Linked DNA regions of Hordeum vulgare: region 2 is linked to region 1. A link is a contact called in public Hi-C data. All regions are on one chromosome and are shown on one strand. Each heading gives the region's core, a stretch centred on a gene start, on an enhancer-like site or on the middle of the called end of the contact. The rest is flanking DNA. Distances are from core to core; before and after follow the strand shown. Region 1 has its middle 200 kb from the start of LOC123409074. Region 2 has its middle 130 kb from the start of LOC123412348.

The links. A called contact is a pair of places that touch in the nucleus more often than the background predicts.
Region 2: a Hi-C map of seedling shows a contact between it and region 1, with 2.7 times the contacts expected there. The contact joins two enhancer-like sites. A contact is called at or near these places in 2 of 6 Hi-C or Micro-C datasets (leaf and seedling).

Annotation. Positions count from the first base shown.
Region 1 is chr7H:207,913,676-207,917,058 of MorexV3_pseudomolecules_assembly, forward strand. No RefSeq gene overlaps it. Among protein-coding and RNA genes, the nearest start is that of LOC123409074, 200 kb to the left of the region's middle. Within about 2 kb of position 1,271, at least 2 of the 3 cell types and tissues checked have open chromatin away from gene starts, as enhancers often do. A contact at or near this core is called in leaf and seedling, where this site is marked.
Region 2 is chr7H:208,722,713-208,726,004 of MorexV3_pseudomolecules_assembly, forward strand. No RefSeq gene overlaps it. Among protein-coding and RNA genes, the nearest start is that of LOC123412348, 130 kb to the left of the region's middle. Within about 2 kb of position 1,264, at least 3 of the 3 cell types and tissues checked have open chromatin away from gene starts, as enhancers often do. A contact at or near this core is called in leaf and seedling, where this site is marked.

The DNA.
Region 1 (3,383 bases), core at 21-2,520:
TAAGGCCGGGCACCCATGTTTGGGCGGTCGCATCATAGCGACTTGTCTTCTTAGGCGATCTTTAAATCATTTTGTCAATGAGGCATCAGCCCCCGAGACCAGCTTAATTTCCCTGTAATGACCCGGGGTTCTTGAATTTATTCAGCCTGTTGGATCTGGCAAGCCATGTCTGTGTAACCCCAAAGTCTTAAGTCAACTTAAGGAGGCGGCTTGAGAATCTTCATATTTTCTGATGTGTTGATGGAGAACGGTCCATGGGGACGGCTACCCGCGTGCATGTGTTGGGCGACTCGTATAAGCGGGCACTGCACCGGCTGGTTGACATAATCCGGACCGTGAGGACAACGTCTTGCGTCCTTCTGTTGGGCGGCTTGTATAAGCAAGCACTGCACCGGCGGGTTGATATAATCCGGAACGTGAGGACGGCGTCTTGCATCCTTATGTTTGGCGGCTCGTATAAGCGAGAACTGCACCGGCAGGTTGATATAATCCGGACCGTGAGGACGGCGTCTTGCGTCCTTCTGTTGGGCGGCTCGTATAGGCAAACACTGCACTAGTGGGTTGATATGGAATGCAAGAGTTGTATGGACCCGAGAATCGGTTGCGACTTTGTAAACCGTCTTGACTTTGTAAGGACTGGCCGCGTCATTATAATCCGTCTTTGATCGCGCGGACGTGAGAATTGGCCGCGTCATTGTAAGTTGCCTTGATTTTGCAGACTTGAGAGTTGGCCGTGTTTTGTTCGCGTGATATAATGCTATTTTTGTAATAGTCGTGCAAAATATTTTACAAGACAGAGTAATTGTTCTTGAAAGGATTTTAACATGCATGTAAAAAATAAATAGAAGGGAAAGATATCACCTGGTATTTTCGGGCATCTGTCCAACTAGCTTTATAGACTTATTAAATCATCAAATATGCAGCACCAATAATAGTGTTGATATTCCTTGGGAGACTATAAAAATCTGGCAGCACCAGCCTGTTCAAATACCTTCGTATAAAGGAAAAAAAACAAACAGGAGCACCATATACTCCTGCGCATCCACATGAGCACTCTCTTTTACTGTCGAAAGAATGCCCAGGTCAATTTCTTTGTGAATTTCTTTCTTCAGAACTGGCGAGGTGAGGCCGCTACGACGGGGACAGTTGAGGTGAGGTTAGTCGAGTCGACTCGAAGGCGGACGCGAGGCGGTAGAAGTAGGTGGAGGCGGGTCGCGTGGGCACAGGTGAGGCGTGGCACCGGACTGAAGCAAGGCGAGGTGACCGCACCACTGGCGTATGGCTAGAGCGAGGCGAGATGGCGTGGTGCAGGCGGAGGCGGGTCGCGACGCGAACGACCGAGCTGACGCAGGGTGTCGCAGAAAACCAGCAGATGGGCGTCTGGCGACGCTGACGGCCGGGCCAACGCTGGCGACTACTTCTGTTGCGTGTCCTGGTCGCGGAGCAAAAAGTTGGCAGAGTATGAGCCTTGTGCACTCGTCCGATTCCGGGACGGGACTGGCTTTGTTCAATCTCGTACGTATCTTCTGGCTCATGGCCTTCTGAACTTCTTTGTTATTTTTCTTGATTCCCTTGATCTCTGAAATAACTTGATGATTCCTTCTTGTGTGCATATAGCCATCAAAGTATTCCCAAGAAAGCTGATTTGCTTTGTGTGACGTTCCGCGATGCAGTGAGGACGCTATTGAGCATGAGACTGATGTTGTTTGATGAGTGCGAGGTGTCAGCCGTTCATGAGCGCCTAGTGGCCAATGAGGCGAGGCAGAGAGACGAGGCGGGTTGGAGAAGGGAGCCGTGGAAGGCGAGATGAGGCCGCGACGGCTGAGAAGCAAGCGGTGGAGGTGGCGGGTCGCACCGGCGAAGTGGCCGCGTGAGGTTCGACCGGAGTTGACGCGAGGCCCTGCCATGGCGTGGGCGGCTCGGACACTCGATAATGGAGCGAAGTGAGGCGACGCGAGCAGTGGGGCGAGGGAGCGGCCAGGCAAAGGGAGCGCGCGAGAGTGACTCGGCCAGTGCGGCGAGGGAGCGGCCCAGACCAGCGGGCGTGCGGGAGCGAGCCGGCCGGTCGGCGAGGGGTCGGAACGGCTCGGGCATGCGCCGGCGTGTCGAGGCGCTGCAGAGGCAGAGGCGGATTTGGGGCGACTCCGATGTGTGCGTTGGCGAGTCCGTGTGTGTAACTTATGCTGACTGCTGGAGATGTCCCATCGGTGGCACTGAACGTGGCTTCCATCAAGTTAGTTGCAACCTTGGGAGACGTACTGGCAGCCTTTTTAGTTTGATGCCTGGCATGAATCTCTAAACAAGTCGGTTTTGATGATTTCTCTTCCTTGGTCTGCCTTCTTTCCTTCTTTAAAAAAAATATGTGGCTCGCCGAGCGGATGTCTCCTTTTTCTTATCGGTTTCGTTTTCCCAGTCGATGCGTGTATTGCATCCTTCCTGATTTTGTGATGGACTACAGCGGTATACCGGCTGCTCTGTGCTTTGTTGTTGTCACCGTCGAGCCTAATATTTATTGCCTTCGTGTTGTAGCCGATCTTTAGACGAAACATGTTGTCACACGAGGTAGTAGCCGCTGAATTCTTGCTTAGAGGCGTGGCCGCCGCCAAACAGATCAGATCAGCTCCAACCACCCTTGGAATATCATCAAGTTTCTCGGTCTCGTGATGAACTTGAAGTAGACGTAGATTTGTCGGCTTGAAGGGTTGGTCGGAATCGAGAGACGCGAGTTTACCCAGGTTCGGTCCCTCCGATGGAGGTAAAAGCCTACGTCCTGCTTGCTGTTTCATTGATGAAGATGATGATCTCGATTACAAGGATGCAGACTCGACACCTCTAATCTCGTGGGTGTCTAATCTGTCTATCTCATGATTTATCTTGTCTAGACCAAAGTTGTGTCTCTCCTCCCTCTTGGGGCGCCTTACCCCTCCTTATATATGTGGAAGGGGTAGATTTACATGTAGAGTCCTACTCGGAGTAGGAATATGACTAGTCTCTCTTGAACCTAATCTGGGTCTTGTTTCCTTCTTGTGGGAATCTTTCCTCTTCTTGGGGCTTCTGTGTGAGTCGGCCCTTCTGACCTCTCTATGAGTCGCCTTATGCCAGGGTGCACGCTGGGCCTTGGACCTTTGTCGTTTGTGTGAGTCGCCTGCCGGGTCATGTATGACCCGCTCGCTAGGTCACTGCTAAGTCGCCGGTGAGTCGCCAAGTCCTTGGCGGGTCATACTCCAAGCCGGGTTATACTGCGGGGTATATCCCCGACACCTACCCTGCCCCAAATGCAACCAATATCCGCCATCAGTCTCCAGAGAGCATGCCTTGCATGTTTGACAGCATGGCTTGACCAGAGGGTGATCCTTGACGCACAGTGGCGCGGTGACCATGCC
Region 2 (3,292 bases), core at 14-2,513, 810 kb after region 1:
TAATACAAAGCGCCATAAATGCGGCATTAGGTGGCGAGCAGGGGTGCGTTCATGGCATGGTTGTGCCGCCTATGAGCTGGCCGTGGCTTGGGGTCTTGACACGCTTCTGAAAGGGTGTCAACGGGTTGTAACTTGTCTTTCGGCGCCGCCACGTATGCAGCGAGAGCCATCTAGCCATCTGGGAGCTCAACACCTCATCGATAAGTGACTCGTGTAGCGATGAGGTGGAGTGGTTGCAGGTTGGCCCGCACTTGTCGGGGAGGCGTCTTGCTGGGTCTTGGTGAGGGCGCTTGTGCCTTCGCCCCCGGCAGGCTGTTCTTGGCACGTCTCTAGCCCACTCTGGGCTGCTCGTGTAGGCCTTGCCGGCATCCGGTTCCGGCTCTTCGCTTAGATTGGTGGTTGCTCTTGAGAGGTTATGTTCTCAATGCTTGTGCAAAAGTCATGGGCACTAGGTACCCCATTACTAGTGCATCGATAAATGGTAGTGTAATGAATACAAAATAATAAAAATTACATCTATGTCTGTGGGTCATCTAGCGACTATTAAAAACACTAAAATGAGTTGAAGGCGTGTGTCATCGCCATCACTACTCCCTCGTCAAAGACGGACCTAAATTTTTGTAGTATAAAATTATGAAGTGGTCATGTTAGGACCCACAGGATTAGAACACAAAAACTGCTGCCGTTCGGCTACATATACTGCTCACATAATATAGCAGCGTACTGTAAAAGATCAGAGCGTACTGTAAAAGAGCTCAAAATATAACCGGGCGCTTGGCAGTGGTGCACTATGCGTCGTACATAGCACATTTCTTTTCTAAATATTATGTGCGATACCAAACCACCGCAAAGAAGACCTCAGCCACACCGTCACGGGCTCACGGCCTGAACAAGCGTACGCAATTCGTTCTACAAATAGATGACATAATAGCCTAGATTTAACCAATGTTCTCCTGAATCACACGCAAAGATACAATCACCCCGATCACCATGCCCATAAATTAACCCAGTTAAGTTGTTAAGGAGCCAATGGAGGAGAGGCGCAGAATCTCAGCTGGGGGCGGAAAAGGGAAACTTGAAGCTGACGAGTAACGAGTAATGATTGTAAGAAATCGAAGGCAGAACAAATATCAACCAAGGAATAAGTTGCAAACTGAAAAGGATACAACGGGCCAAATCGAGAGAAGATATATTAGCAGCAGACCGTATCCTAGCTGGCCCCATATGCGAGATCTGCTCCCAGGGAGTAATGCTGATACTTTGTTGGCGTGCATAGATGGGGAGAGGAGGACCAAGACTGTGCCGATAAAACCAGAGGGGACCGTTCGCTAGATCCCACTCCTCATCCTTGCCATTCTTGCCACGCGGTAACGCTGATCCTGTCGTGAGATGTATACATGTGGAGGAAGTAGACTCTATCCGTGCAGGTCGTTTGATCAGAGACCATCGGTCGAGATCGATCGCCGGGGACGGCCAGATATTTTTGTTCGTCGATATTTCCATCTCTATTAAGAAAGAAAAGATAGGAAATGATCAACCCGATGGAGAGGATCTGGACACCCAAATGCGGGGGCACCAAGTCGCGCGAGCGTGATTGTAGTTTAGCTTTTGATTTTCAAACCTTTATATCTTTTGAAGAAACAGTCAAAATTGAGTTATGTTTTTCTATTTGTGTTTCTTGCGATGAGCGTTTCAAATAAAATCTGTGTTGAATACGTATTGACGAATGAATAAATGTTAAGTTTTGGTCCTTAAAATTTAAGAGGTTGTCACATGTCGGTCGGCGGATCTTTTGAAAAGATCCGTCGCCACGCGAGCCGTCCGATTGACACGGATTTAATGCAAGAACGTACTTTTTCTACTTTGCAATAGAGATATTATTGTAAAAACAATTGTAACAGAGGATGTGTTATGGACTTTTTGCGAAATGAAGGTTCTGTTGAAGATTTTTTTGCGACACAAGTTATGTTGGGTAATATATATTTTTGCAACAAAGGTTTTGTAGTGGTTTTGTTGCAGAATATATATTTTCGCAACATAGATGTTGTTGTGGATTTTTTACGGCACATGTCTTGTTGCACATTTTTTATGCAGAGGCACTGATGTTGCAGAAGGGAAACACGCCTTGCCGTCGTCGGTGTCCAGCACAGGTCGTCTTCTACATCACCCGGTAGCAGCATGAGCACGCGTCATCGAGCTAGAAGAGGGATGAGAGAGGATGGGTGGTGGTGAGGCGGCCGACGACTACGAAAGCGAAGCGCATGCTCGTCGGCTTTGGCGGCGGTGCTCGGCTTCCATCACCTCATCTGGATGAAGGAGAGAACAGGTAGGTGCATAAGGCCGGGGGCGACGCCGGGCGAAGAAGAGCTCAGGCGTGCGCGCTCGAGCGTCCATGGCCACTGGTCACGAGCGAACACATGGAGATGGGGAAAGGTGACCTTGTCGGTGTGCTTATCGATGGGCTCATCCACATGGTGTTAGTGGCCTCGTCCACGTGCTGCTAGCGGTGAGCAGCGGTGGCGACGATCGGAGTAGCGCATGTAGGCATCAACTTGATGGGGAGCTCGATAGAGCACGAAAGGATCCAGATCCAGATCCCGTAGCCAGTGGCACACCAGCTCACCCGCAAAGCCCGGACATGAGCACGAAGGCACCCGACTAGCGGCCATTTCCCCGTAGAAAATGCTAATCACTTTATCCTTCATGATGTAATTTATGTGGTGACTCCTGAGCACAACCCGAGCGGTGCCCCGGGTCGCGAAGAGGTGGCGCCGCCACAACACATCACATGTTATCGACCGGGTAATAGAATCATTTCCTTAAGATTTATTATGACCAAATGATAAAATTACATTCTTTTTGCGTGAAAAAAAAGAAAATCTTACTTGTGGTGGGATTCTTTTGGGTTGGCAACCCCCCCCTCCCCCCGCGCGACAGCGACCATCACTAGTATCTTGCCAGTGTTTATGGCCCGAAGGTTGAGGACGAAAAATTAAATTCCTGTCGGACGTTCACGATGTCCAAGCAGCGCGCATGCGACCTTAGCTTATGGATGAGGATTTCAACATGAGAGTGCCTACAATGGGAAATAATATAGAGTAATGACATGCATATGTTACTAGTTTAAGTTACTACGTTCATAGTGGATAGTAACATAAAAGTTATAACATAGATGTTCTCATTTATTAGCATATAGACGCATCTTGTCTTGGTATGTGTTATGTTACTCATAGTATTGATAACTTGCTATGTTACTCAATTTGTCTCTCAGATCATTAATTAGCTTTCACAT